2 separate regions of the Macaca mulatta genome follow, and region 1 is linked to region 2. The links are chromatin contacts, called in public Hi-C maps. All regions are on one chromosome and are shown on one strand. The core of a region is the stretch at or near the end of the contact, and the rest is flanking DNA. Distances in the headings are between cores, read along the strand shown. Region 1 holds the start of LOC114677671 (histone H3.1-like). Region 2 holds the start of LOC115945175 (histone H4).

Region 1 (6,909 bases), core at 4,033-6,532, 1.6 Mb after region 2:
CTGCCACCAAGCCCGGCTAATTTTTTTTGTATTTTTAGGAGAGACGGGGTTTAGCCATGTTGGCCAGGCTCGTCTCGAACTCCTGACCTCAGTGATCCACCTACCTCGGCCTCCCAAAGTGCTAGGATTACAGGCGTGAGCCACCGTGCCAGGCGCATTATTCCAAACTTTCATACACAGTGCTCTCATGGCTACAAAATGAAATATCTTATTATATACCCCAAGGCAAAGCTCTGGATATTTTGGCCATGTAAGCCTGAGGGAAATGTAGAAAAGGCATTGTGGTTGAAATTCATACTAGAGATGAACAGGCCCATTGCAAGACAGAATTACATCACTAAAGGATATCAGAAGACAATAGGGATTTAGGGTACAGTGGCAACAACAGTTTTGGGAACTAGCATTTCTTGAGCACTTATTTACAATATGCCAAGCACTGTTGCTGATTATATTTATTTTCAAACACATTCTTGTCACAGCACTTTGAGGTGCCATTGTCATTCACACTTCAGAGATGAAGATCTAAAGCTTGGTGTCATTGAGGATGTAGCTAGTTAGCTCTGTGTGTGTGTGTGTGTGTGTGTGTATGTGCAGTTTTTTTTTTTTCATTTAAAGTCAATAAATTTTTATTTGAAGAATTTCACATCAAGGTAACCTAGTTCCTCTAAAGAGCTGGAATCAAAATGTATCTTCAAAAGATTCATCTTCAAGTTAGCCCTTCTTAATAGAACTGATGCTTAACCCACAGTTGTCAGCCCACAATTCTTTTATTTTGATTTTTAAAAAATTTTTTTTTGAGACGGAGTCTCGCACTGTTGCCCGGGTTGATGGGCAGTGGCGTGATCTCGATTCTCCTGCCTCAGCCTCCTTAGTAGCTGGGACCACAGGCGCATGCCACCATGCCCAGCTAATTTTTGTATTTTTATTAGAGACGGCGTTTCACTATGTTGGCCAGGCCGGTCTTGAACTCCTGACCTCGTGATCTGCCTGCCTTTTAGCCTCCCACAGTGCTGGGATTACAGGTATGAACCACAGTGCCTGGCCTTATTTTCCTTTCTTTAATCTCCATTTGAATATGGATATACTGATGAAAACTTCAACATTCTTCACCAAGAATCTTTGGGATTTAATTTCTTCAACCACTTTACTTTGGGGTCATTTTAAGATTAGGTGTATCTGCCTGGTTCTCAGTTTGACACCGTTTGTCTCTAAACATGAATGAGTTCCAATCATATTTATTCCTAAGCTATCACACTCAAGTATACTACAGATCTGTGGAATATGCCAAAAGTTAAGGTAAAAAATTAAATTATTAGGTATTTCATACTTTTTGCTAGTTTTTGATCTGTGAGTGAATATAACTATCCTCTGTATCCTGGCACTGTTCCTCAGAAACATAGTGGCCACATACGCAATTTTAAATTTTTTAGTAGCCACATTTTAAAAAGTTAAAAAAAAAAGTGAAATCTATTTTAATGATTTTAATCCAGTGTAATCAAAAATTGTTTCAACAAGGTATCTAATATTAAAACATTGAGTTTTTACTTTGTTATTTTACTAGGTCTTTGAAATCTGGTGTGTATTTTAAACTTAAAGCACATCTCAGTTTGGAGTAGCCACATTTCAATGCTTAATAGTCACGTATGATTAGTGGCTACCATCTTGGACAGGACAGCTTTTATACTCTGGGAAGACACAAGCAAATACTTGCTCTGCATCAGAATCCAGATGTTTTTTAAAAAAAAAACAAACAAACAATTTTTCTGACCTGTTCCTGAAACCCTGGGAGTGTCTCTAATGCTTTATATTTTATTGGCTTGTCCTATTGTAACCACCTAACGGGCTCTCCTTGTCTGCTGCCTAGGCAGAACTGATTTATCAAGACAGGGGAATTGCAACAAGGAGCCAGCTGTACAGGAGACTAGAGTTTTATTATTGCTCAAATCAGTCTCCTTGAGAATTTGCGGAGCAAAGTTTTTAAGAATAATTTGATTGTAGGGGACCAGTGAGTCCGGAGTGCTGATTGGTTGGGTCAGAGATAAAATTATAGGAAGTCTAAGCTGTCCTCTTGTTGTAAATCAGTTCCTTGGGGTGGTGGGGGTCACAAGACCAGATAATCCAGTTTATCTATCTGGGTGGTGCCAGCTGATCCATTGTGTTCAGGTTCTGCAAAATAGTTCAAGCATTGATCATCGGTTTTAAAATAGTGATTTTATCCCCAGGAGCAATTTGAGGAGGTTTAGAATCTTGTAGCTTCCAGCTACATGACTCCTAAACCATAATTTTAATCTTGTGGCTAATTTGTTAGTCCCTGCAAAAGCAGTCTGGTCCCCAGGCAGGAAAGGGGTTTGTTTCTGAAAGGGCTGTTATTGTTTTTGTTTCAAAGCAGAACTATAAACTAAGTTCCTCCCAAAGTTAGTTAATCCCAAGCTCAGGAATGAAAAGGACAGCTTGGAGGTTAGAAGCAAGATGGAGTCGGTTAGGTCAGATCTCTTTCACTGTAATAATTTTCAGTTATGATTTTTGCAAAGGCGGTTTCACTGTCCACTTCACCTCACATCAGGCCTCTGACTAGAGGATTCCAACAATACTTAGGCCAGGCCACCACCATGTCTCCTCATCCACCCTGAGGCAGTACAATTTCTGAAACAAAGGAAACTATATATGATAATATGAAACTATATATGAGAAGGAAATTATATATGATAATCAATTTCAAGGTTATCTTATTGATTAGAAGATATTAAAGTGTGACACTGCCTGGCAATGATTATCTGCTAGTAGTAAGAATTTGGCCAATTTACTGAAATTCCTGAGGCTGAACCTCCACTTCTGTAAAATGGAGGCAGTGAGATAATTTGCATTACAATGCTGAAGTAAGAATTTTACACAATAATTCAGACCAACCACTTCATGTAGTACTTGATCCATGGAAAACTATCAATGACAGTTTATAGTTTATAGTATTAATGAATCCTTTATTGTTATTTCCTTCTACACATTGTCCTCTCTAAAAGAAGGTAATATTCAATACAAATAAAGTTATAACAGCTTACAAAGTTGTCCCAGGGAATTCACTTAACCACTGAAGTGTTCAAATTGCTTAAGGTTGACTTTATATTCTCCTGACTAAGCTTTCTCCTTCTGGTATTTCTTCTGAGAACAGCACCAGCATCCAAAGCATCATGCAAACAGTGGTCATCCCAGAACAGTAATTCTCAACTCATAGGGTGCTCCTGCAGAGATGTATTTGAATAGAGTAGGTAGGATGCTAAAGAAGGCCACGTATAATTTGGCCAGTGATCTGAGGCAGATTTATCCTGAAGCTAATGAAACACAAGTGTAAGGGCCTGTACTTCCAAGGTGCTGAGAGGGGCCCTACAAATGTGTTAGTTTGTCTCTCTCTTTTTAAAATTTGCAGTATTAAGGTATTTTAATCACAGAAGGTTAAGACTGTTATTTCCACTCAATCTTCCTTTTTATTAAAATTCATCATTGTCTGATTATGTTGGAATCCTGATGAAAATATTTGGAATTTGAGTAAGAGAAAGTTTAGTTGAAGATGTATCTAGTATGGGGATAATAAGTTACGTGATTTGCATATGTGTTCATGTGTAGTTCATTTGTTGCCAGCCAATCTGATGTAAGAATGGCTCACTGGAATAACTCACCTAAATTCCTGGCAAGATACAGGTCTAGATAAAATGTTATGGCATCTAAGTATTCAAAACACCTTCCCAGCACTGAGTGAGTGTCTAGTGGAGAGTAGAAATGTATAGAGCCAGAAGCTAGTCTGGAAAGAATTCTTACGAAGTTTACAACTTACATGTGAAAGGAACTTGACAGAGGATTTTCCAAATTTGAAAACAATCCTAAAAACTTACTTGACATTACCAACAATGTGTTTTGAAACTGAAACTCTTCTAAGTTATCAAGAAAACATATTATCAATAGCCACCCTGGAAGAAAGATTGGATTCTATTTCCATTACCTATAGACGATATTACAAAATAATTTCAATCTGAAGATGGAGAGTATTCAGTCAAAACTATACGAAAATATACATCGTTGTGTCATATTCAGAAATTAATACAATTTGCTATTTTCTAAATTTTGTGATGGCTATTGTTTTGTCAGCTTTTATAAAATTGGAGTTTGATTTTATTTTCCCATTATAAATTAATATTTACAGTTTGCAGTACATTTGCATTTTTAATTTTACATTAAATATTTATTAAAAGAGGACATGGGTAAAAGAGCTTTGCAGTTGCTACCCTTCTCAAATCTCCTGGATTTTAAGGATGACTGCATAATCTTTAGATGATCATATGCAAGTCATATGTATTTGTTGCATAAATTTAGTGGACTTCTGGCTGTGTGTACTGAGGCCAGTTTTTTCCACCTGAGCTCTGACTCCAGTTCCAATAGCCCAATACCAATACTGATTTTTGGGGTATTAATGATTTTGTGAACTTTGGGTAACTATACGCACATTGTCCTTACGATAGCTTTAATAAAAATGCCATCGGACCTAAAATTGGCAGGTGGATTAAAAGAAGTTTCACCAGAAGCCTGTTTCGAAATGTTAAGTATACACATATACATGTTAAAAAGACAAGATCCCTAGGATTTAACAAGGGCAAAAAAGTCACTCAACTGGCTTTCTTGCAGTAAAACCGCCCCAAAAGAAAAGGCCTGATGTACTCGTCTGCAGTTATTCAAAGCGTGTGTACTTATCTTTAAAATCCTCTACATCTCCTGGGAACTACCGAATTGGTTACAACTGTTTTTAAGTGAAATTGTAAGTGGCTCTGAAAAGAGCCTTTTCAATTAGGAAGCAATAAGCAGACTTATGCCCTTTCCCCACGGATGCGACGTGCCAGTTGTATGTCTTTGGGCATGATGGTGACGCGTTTGGCGTGAATAGCGCACAGATTAGTGTCTTCGAAGAGCCCCACCAGGTAGGCCTCGCAAGCCTCCTGCAGCGCCATCACCGCAGAGCTCTGGAAGCGCAGGTCGGTTTTGAAGTCCTGCGCGATTTCTCGCACCAGGCGCTGGAACGGCAGCTTCCGGATCAGCAGTTCGGTGGACTTCTGGTAGCGGCGAATTTCGCGCAAAGCCACGGTACCGGGCCGGTAGCGGTGAGGCTTCTTCACCCCACCTGTGGCCGGAGCGCTCTTACGCGCCGCTTTAGTAGCAAGCTGCTTCCGCGGCGCTTTGCCGCCGGTGGACTTGCGAGCTGTTTGCTTTGTACGAGCCATCTGCAATGACCCCCACACACAAAAGCGTACTGAACTGAGAGCAACCGGTCTTTAAATATAGTTAGAAACATTCTGATTGGTTCTGTAATATTTCAAAAGTCCCGCGCGATAAAACCATTGGCTGAAGAGTGACCAGCCTGATTGGTTCATTACTAGGCAATCTTATTGGATGAATCGCCCCACCGCCCATCATGTCCTTTTTGTTTGTTATCTGCAGGGATAAATTGTCTAAAATTCTAGTTCATCCAGTCCCAAAGAACAAGGTACATAACAAAGCATCTACGGATTTTTTTAATGTAAATTCCGATTCAGTAAGTTTGCGTGGGACTTGAAATTCTGCATTCCTGACAGTCTTGAAAGTTATCAATGCTGGTGAACACTCACTAAACCACCAGAAACGTTGACTGCCTCATGTCGGAAACTACTTACATTCAGAGAATGAGAATTCCATGCTATTTTGTTACTGGTCAACAGCCAGTTTCCTTATCCTTCGTTTTCTAAGTCCAAGTCACATTCCCACCCTGACTGTTCTCAAACTGTCTTATTTTGGTTGGCTTTAGTTTCACTTTGTATACTCTAAAATGTAGTTTCTTAAGGAAGATATTTCCTCGAAATTTAATTTTTAAACACCATTAGGCTAGGGGGGCCGTGGCTCACGCCTGTAATCCCAGCATTTTGGGAGGGCAAGATGGGAGGATCACTTGAGGCCAGGAGTTCAAGACAACCCTAGCTAAAATGGTGAAAACCCCGTCTCGAATAAAAATACAAAAATTGGCTAGGCGTGGTAGCAGACGCCTGTAATCCCAGGTACAAAGGAGGCTGAGGCATGAGAACCTGGTGAAGCCGCGGGGTGGAGGTTGCAGTGAGCCGATATCGCGCGGCGGCATTCCAGCTTGGGTGACAGAGCGAAACTCTGTCTCAAACCAATCCAAACCAAAACCAAAAGGTACCCGAAACACAAGCAAGTTACCATCCTTTCTTGTGAAACAATGGACGGTTCTGAAAAATGCCGTAGCAAGTTTAAGGTACGTTTTCTGGTTTGAGTGGGCTTTACTTGCTTTTGGCCTTATCGTGGTTCTCGGTTATTTTTGCAACAGGACGGCCTGAATATTGGCCAGGACGCCTCCCTGAGTAATAGTGACTTTGCCCAGCAGCTTGTTGAGCTGCTCGTCGTTGCGGAAGGCCAGCTGCAGGTGGCGGGGGATGCTATGGGTCTTGTCACGTATGGCGCTGCGTGTCAGCTCCAGGATATCGGCGGCCAGGTATTCTAAGTACAGCGGCGCGCCGGCTTCGACAGGCTCAGAATAATTGCCCTTTCGAAAAAGACGATGGACCCTGCGCTACTAGAAACTGCAAGGCTGGTACCGATGAACAACTTTGTGCTTTACTTCCGTTTTCCACGTCCAAACACAGCGACCTCTGAAAACTGTAAAAAACAAGCAAGATGGAATGGCGCCTGAAGAAATACTTTTATACAAACTGCAAGGCTGCAATAGAGAGTTATCCTATTGGTCAACTATGTTTCCTGCTTTATCCAATAGAAAAAGAGTCCATAAATTCCATATTTGCATAAACCCCACCCCTCAGTGAAACTGTATTTCTTTTATCCAATCAGAAGTGAGGAATCTTAAACCGTCATTTGAATCTC
Region 2 (6,819 bases), core at 148-2,647:
TTGCAGTGAGCTGAGATTGGGCCATTGCACTCCAGCCTGAGTGAAAGGACAAGACTCTGTTACAAAAAAAATAAAAATTTCAGAGTATAACCCTGTATTTACTAAGAAAGAAAATTAAATATACGGAAACAAAGTTGTTCCATAATGGTTGATAACAAATCTTTAGTTGGGTCATGTAAAAGTGTCTTTTTTAAAACCTACAAGCGTCCAAGCGCGGTGGCTCACGCCTGTAATCCCAACACTTTCTGAGGCTGAGGCGGTCGGATCACGATGTCAAGAGATCAAGACCATCCTGTCCAACATGGTGAAACCTGGTCTCTACTAAAAATACACAAAAATTAGCTGGGCGTGGTGGCGCATGCCTGTGCCGCGCTACTCGGGAGGTCGAGGCATGAGAATTGCTTGAATCTGGGAGACGGAGGTTGCAGTGAACCTAGATCGCGCCACTCCTCTCCAGCCTGACGACAGAGCCAGACTCCATCCCCCTCCCAAAAAAAGCGCCCGCCCCACACACAAAACCTACAAACACCAATTTTCTACTTATAAGAACTTGTTTTAAGGATATTAATTCTATTCCAAATAAGTCTTAACGCTAACGCAATTATTATCAAAATCTCAAAGAGATTTTTATTCAAACTTCACAAAAGGTCTCCAAAGTTGCCAAGAAACCTTGGTGAAACAGATTAGGAAATTTGGAAAGGAAATAATGAGGAGACCAGCAGTACCAAATCATGAGACCTCTAATTCAGTTTTAAATATTAATGTAATAAAAATTTAAAGTTTGGTGTAATAAATCATACAAATTTCAATATTGGTCCCAAGCATAGAGAAAAAATAAATTTATTTTGAATGTTGAAAACATTATTCTTAAAATACAGCGGATTAAAAAATTGCTGGGGAACTGATTAAAACTGTATTGATAATTCCTAAGAAAGACACTATTTTATCTCTTTAATGGAAATTGATTAAACTGTAATCAATATAAGGAGGTTACAAAACGCCATATACAACACTGTATACATTTTCTTGGAAAAATATATGCAACTGCTTTGCAAAATACGTTATAAACTAGCACTAGTGATCTCTGTGTGATGGGATAACAGGTTGTACTTTCTTAATTTCTTGTCGTTTCTTGTATTCCCCACAGTATTGATGTGTATCTTCTGCGTTCAAAAGCAATTTTTTAAAGCCTTATAACGTGGTAACAAAATAGTTTGCACATTACAAAATTCAGAACACGGAAACAAGAAGCTCGCCTTTTTTCCCTATTTCGGTTTGGCCCTTTCGATTTCCCCTCCCCCACCGGGGCGGGACTTCCCGCCGACTTCTTTCAGGTTCTCAGTTCGGTCCGCCAACTGTCTTATAAAGGCCCTGCCTCAGGCCAGAATCCTCACAAGGCGTTGTGTACGATTCGTCTTGCTCATCATGTCTGGCCGCGGCAAAGGCGGGAAGGGTCTTGGCAAAGGCGGCGCTAAGCGCCACCGCAAGGTGCTGCGTGACAACATCCAGGGCATCACCAAGCCGGCCATCCGGCGCCTTGCTCGCCGCGGCGGCGTGAAGCGCATCTCTGGCCTCATCTACGAGGAGACCCGTGGGGTGCTGAAAGTCTTCCTGGAGAACGTGATCCGGGACGCTGTGACCTACACGGAGCACGCCAAGCGCAAGACGGTCACCGCCATGGATGTGGTTTACGCGCTGAAGCGCCAGGGTCGCACCCTCTACGGTTTCGGCGGTTAAGCGTCCTAGTCTACCAAGAAAAGGCCCTTTTCAGGGCCCCCACTTTCTCAGTTGAGGAGCCGTGATGCTTGTTTGCCCAGATTCTCTTTACTGTTCGCACCTGCTGAGTTTGCCCTATCGGAGCATGCGTCCCTCCCTAGTCGCTGTAAGTAGGTATCAGTCACTAATCGCTTTCCAGTACCAGTAAATACAATACTCTAACACAGCTTCTTTCAGGTGTTCCAGGGCTTACTGACATGGGGTGTCGCGCAGACCGTAGTGCAGTGTCATGGCTCACTGTAGCCTCCCGATTAGCTGTAACCTCGCGCGCGCCACCACGCAACGCTGTTTTTCCAAAGACCAGGTCTGCGTATGTTTCCCAGGCTAATTTCAATATCCTGGCCTCAAAATAACTGTCTCGCCTATACCTAGTGTTGGCATTACAGGAGTGAGCCATCACACATGGCCACGATACTCTTGTTGAGGTTTTAAAGTTAGTTATATTTAAGTGCCAATTTTCGAAGTATAGCTGGGGAAGAAAGTCAAGCAGTTGTTACATGTTTCTGGCACTGTAAATCCAACTGCTGAACACAAGACCTTCTTATGCAACAACCTTTAATCCGTGAACCGTAAATAAGTTTAGTTTATCGGTTTTGGCCCAATTCTTGAGAAAAGTGAGAATTTGAATCCTTGAGTAGAAATATGTAGCTACTCAGTACAACAAAGAATGATCACAACAAAGACTAACTTACCCTTTGTTACTGAACGTGGGTCAGAGCTTTACCGCTGAGAATTCCTCAGCCTTTGAGTGTTCTCTTTACAATTGAAGTTGATAAGATGGTATTAAAAGTGAGATTCCTAAGTAAATTTAAAGGCCTGAAGGAGCAGTGATTAATGGGAAGTGCTAATAAGTCATATTTGAGGTTATCCAACCCGAGATTCTGATTTAATTGGTTTAAGGACACCATCACCTTGTAGGTTAGATTTAAAAAATAATAATTGCATTAAGGAAAGAAACTGTTAGTATTTAAACAGAAAATTTTCCTTCCTGATTCTTACATGCTGTCACTTAGACAAATCTCTGGTCTACATGGCTGGATCTCTTTCTGCTAAATTCTGTGCTACCCTGTAAAAAAGAACTGAGATTAATAAAACGGTAGTGAGAACACAGGGAAAGATAAAAATCATAGCAAGCCTATCCAGTCATGCTGTAGTCATCCTCATAAGGATAGGGAAGGATCTTGCCTTTCATTTACCACACAAAGTATGAGTACAAACTTTAAAAAGATAGGATACTATAGGAATAATGAAGATGTCTCCACTGGCAAAAACTGTGTGAAAAAATGCCCTTGACACAGGTCTTTCCTATGGCTTCATAATAGACAAAGATTTGATTACACAATTGCTGGCTGAATCTAGAATACTAAAATGTGGCTGTTAGAAAATGTTGCTGTCTGGGCCTGGTGTCATGCCTGTAATCCCAGCAATTTTGGAGGCCAAGGCTGGCAGATAGATTTAGGCCAGGAGTTGGAGACCATTCTGGCCTACATGGTGAAACCCCATCTCTACTAAAAATACAAAAAATTAGCCAGGCGTGGTGGCACACGCTTGTAATCCCAGCTACGCGAGAGGCTGAGGCTGAGAATCGCTTAAACCTGGGACTCAGAGGTTCCAGTAAACCGAGATCACGCCTCTGCCCTCCAGACTGGGTGACAAGAGTGTCACACACACACAAAAAAAGATTGCTCTTACCCAGGGATGATGGTCAGATGCAATTACGGGTTATGGGCCTGGCATAAATAAGTAATGCTAAGTGTTTCACACTAAACATACTATTGTCAGTGTCCTAAGTGCTTTTTATTTACCAATTCATTTACACTTATTCTTTGTCTTTTTTTTTTTTTTTTTTAAACTTTTTGTGGTAAACAGGGTTTCACTACATGGCTTAGGCAGGTCTCCAACTCCTGGGCTCAAGCTGTCCTCCCACATCTACCTCCTTAAAAGTGAAGATTACAGGCATGAGCCACCTGGCCCAACTTATTTAATCCTTACAACAACCCTTAGAGCTAGGAACTATTTTTATCATCATCACATAATTGTTTACAAAAATACAGAGGCTTAGAGAGCATATGCACCTCACCCCAAGATCCCACGACTAGAATATGATTGTTACAGATTTGATTGCAAATAATCTGCTTCTTATGACTGTGCTTAAATTTTTCACCATGTCACATCGCTTTGGTGGTGTAAAGTTATAAAACGTTTACGTCTTAACTTTAAAAATGTATTTTTGGCCCAGCGCGATGGCTCATGCCTATAATCCTAACACTTTGGGAGGATGAGACAGTCAGATTGCTTAAGACCAGGAGTTCGAGACCAGCCTGAACAACATCCTGAGACCCCTTCTCTACTAAAAATACACAAAAATTAGCTGGGCATGGTGGCTTGCATGTATAATCTCAGCTACTCCGGAGACTGAGGCACCAGAACCGCTTGAACCCAGGAGGCAGAGGTTGCAATGAGCGGAGATCCTGCCATTGCTCTCCAGCCTGGGTGACAGAGTAACGCTCTGTCTCAAAAAAATATATATATATATACATACACACACACACAGATATACATAGTTAAAATATATATATTATTTTTTACATCTTAAAGAGAAACATTATCATTTATATCCAAAAAATTTATTTAGGCCCATGTAGCAATTCCAGATCTGACAAATTTTTGGGATTTAAAACTGTTTTTCATGTAAAATACAATATTTTTCCCTTAACAAAACTTCAAGTTAAAAAAAAAGTATAATTTAAATTCCCCTATGGTAATTACTTGGACTACAAAGTTTTGTACTTTTGCTTTAACTGAATCAATGCCACTATTATTGTCCTTCCAGATCTTTTGATATCACCAATTACACATCCATCATTTTCATGATCATAACGAGTGACTGAACCTCACCAAAAAAAAAAAAAAAAAAAAAAAAAACTTTACTCACTGGATTTCATTTATGAATTTAAACTTATAAAGCTCTTTCAATAAATCAAGTATCCAATGCCAGATGAATGGATACAGAAAATGGGGCATATATACAATGGAATACTACCTCAGCCTTAAAAAAATGAATCTTGTCATTTCTTACAACATTATGCTAAGTAAAACAAACCAGGCACAGAAAAACAAAAACAGCATGATATCACTTACATGAGGAGTCTAAAAATGTTGAACTCAGTAAAATGGTCCCTGCCAGAGAATGAGGATGGAGGCATAATGGGACTCAAGAGATATAAATTCTGGAGATCTATTTTAAAGCATGGTGACAATAGTTAATGTACTTTATACTTGAAAATTGCTGATAGTAAGCTTTAAATGTTCTCACCAGAAAGTGAGATGGATGTTAAGCTCGATGTAATCATTCCACAATGAATGTATGTCAGATCAGATTGTACATGTTGTAATTTGTCATACGTTAATGAAAGTGGAGAAAAGTAAAAAATTCTCTTAAAATCCCTTAAGAGGCCGCACGTTAGGAGGCCGAGGCGGGCGGATCACGAGGTCAGGAGATAGAGACCATCCTAGCCAACATGGTGAAACACCATCTCTACTAAAAACACAAAAATTAGCTGGGTGTGGTGGCGCATACCTGTAATCCCAGCTACTCGGCAGGCTGAGGCAGAATTGCTTGCACCCAGGAGGCGGAAGTTGCAGTGAGCCGAGATCGCGCCACTGCACTCCAACTCGCTGACAAAAAAAAAAAAAAAAACTTGTGGATTTAGGGGTTTTTCAAAAACCATTTCCGATGACCATTGTCAAGCTCACTACAGGGACTACAAGAGTTACTGGTACTGCACATTCCCCCTTACGTAAACAAGGTCATGAATCTTGAGCAAATTTAGACTGCATTACAACTCGTAATTAGTTCTACCAACGGTGACCGCGGGTGAATGACCACGTGTGCCGCTGTCTTCAGAAAACTGCTCGCCCCAAAACTGACTTAGAAGCAAGCAAAATTCCAGCCCTACCAAATCCAGTGTTACCACTCCTCAGCTGAGAAAGTAGGGGGGCCCTGAAAAGGGCCTTTTATTGATAGAAAATGACGACGCTCAGCCACCGAAACCGTAGAGGGTGCGACCCTGGCGCTTCAGCGCGTAAACCACATCCATGGCGGTGACCGTCTTGCGCTTGGCGTGCTCCGTGTAGGTCACAGCGTCCCGGATCACGTTCTCCAGGAAAACTTTCAGCACCCCACGGGTCTCCTCGTAGATGAGGCCAGAGATGCGCTTCACGCCGCCGCGGCGAGCAAGGCGCCGGATGGCCGGCTTGGTGATGCCCTGGATATTGTCACGCAGCACCTTGCGGTGGCGCTTAGCGCCGCCTTTGCCAAGACCCTTCCCGCCTTTGCCGCGGCCAGACATGATGAGCAAGACGAGTCGTACACAACGCCTTGTGAGGACTCTGGCCTGAGGCAGCGCCTTTATAAGACAGTTGGCGGACCGAACTGAGAACCTGAAAGAAGTCGGCGGGAAGTCCCACCCCGGTGGGGGAGGGGAAATCGAAAGGGCCAAACCGAAATAGGGAAAAAAGGCGAGCTTCTTGTTTCCGTGTTCTGAATTTTGTAATGTGCAAACTATTTTGTTACCACTTTATAAGGCTTTAAAAAATTGCTTTTGAACGCAGAAGATATACATCAACACTGTGGGCAATACAAAAAAGTGACCGGGCTCGGTGGCTCACGTCTGTGATCCCACCATTTTAGGAGGCAAAGGTGGGAGTATACCTGGACGTCAGGAGTTTGAGATCAGCGTGAGCAAAATAGTGAGACCCCCATCTCTACCAAGAAAACAATTAAATTAAATTAAAACATTAGCCCAGCGTGGTAGCACTTACACTTTAGGAGACCCTCTTTTTTTATATATTCATATTTAAAAAAAAAAAAAACCAGTACACTAACAACAGCCTGTTATCCCCATTTTCCCATCACACAAAGAGCTCTACTGCTAGCTAATAAGATATTTTGGTGAGCAGATAAATGCACATTTTTTTCCTACAATATGTATGCAGTATATGGCATTTTACAACTTCGCGCTGTTATTTTAATCAATTTCC

Evidence for each region. A called contact is a pair of places that touch in the nucleus more often than the background predicts.
Region 1: a contact with region 2 is called in a Hi-C map of blood, with 8 times the contacts expected there. The contact joins the promoter of LOC114677671 here to the promoter of LOC115945175 in region 2. A contact is called at or near these places in 2 of 14 Hi-C or Micro-C datasets (CD4 T cells and blood).

What each region holds. Positions count from the first base shown.
Region 1 is chr4:157,058,515-157,065,423 of T2T-MMU8v2.0, forward strand. LOC114677671 (histone H3.1-like) reads right to left here and starts at 5,283. Exons shown (of 1, transcript NM_001374546.1): 1 at 4,841-5,283. The coding sequence starts at 5,261. The coding sequence ends at 4,851.
Region 2 is chr4:155,469,650-155,476,468 of T2T-MMU8v2.0, forward strand. LOC115945175 (histone H4) reads left to right here and starts at 1,398. Exons shown (of 1, transcript NM_001374545.1): 1 at 1,398-1,790. The coding sequence starts at 1,426. The coding sequence ends at 1,737. It overlaps H4C11 (H4 clustered histone 11), which reads right to left and starts at 6,161. Exons shown (of 1, transcript XM_001095996.5): 1 at 5,770-6,161. The coding sequence starts at 6,128. The coding sequence ends at 5,817.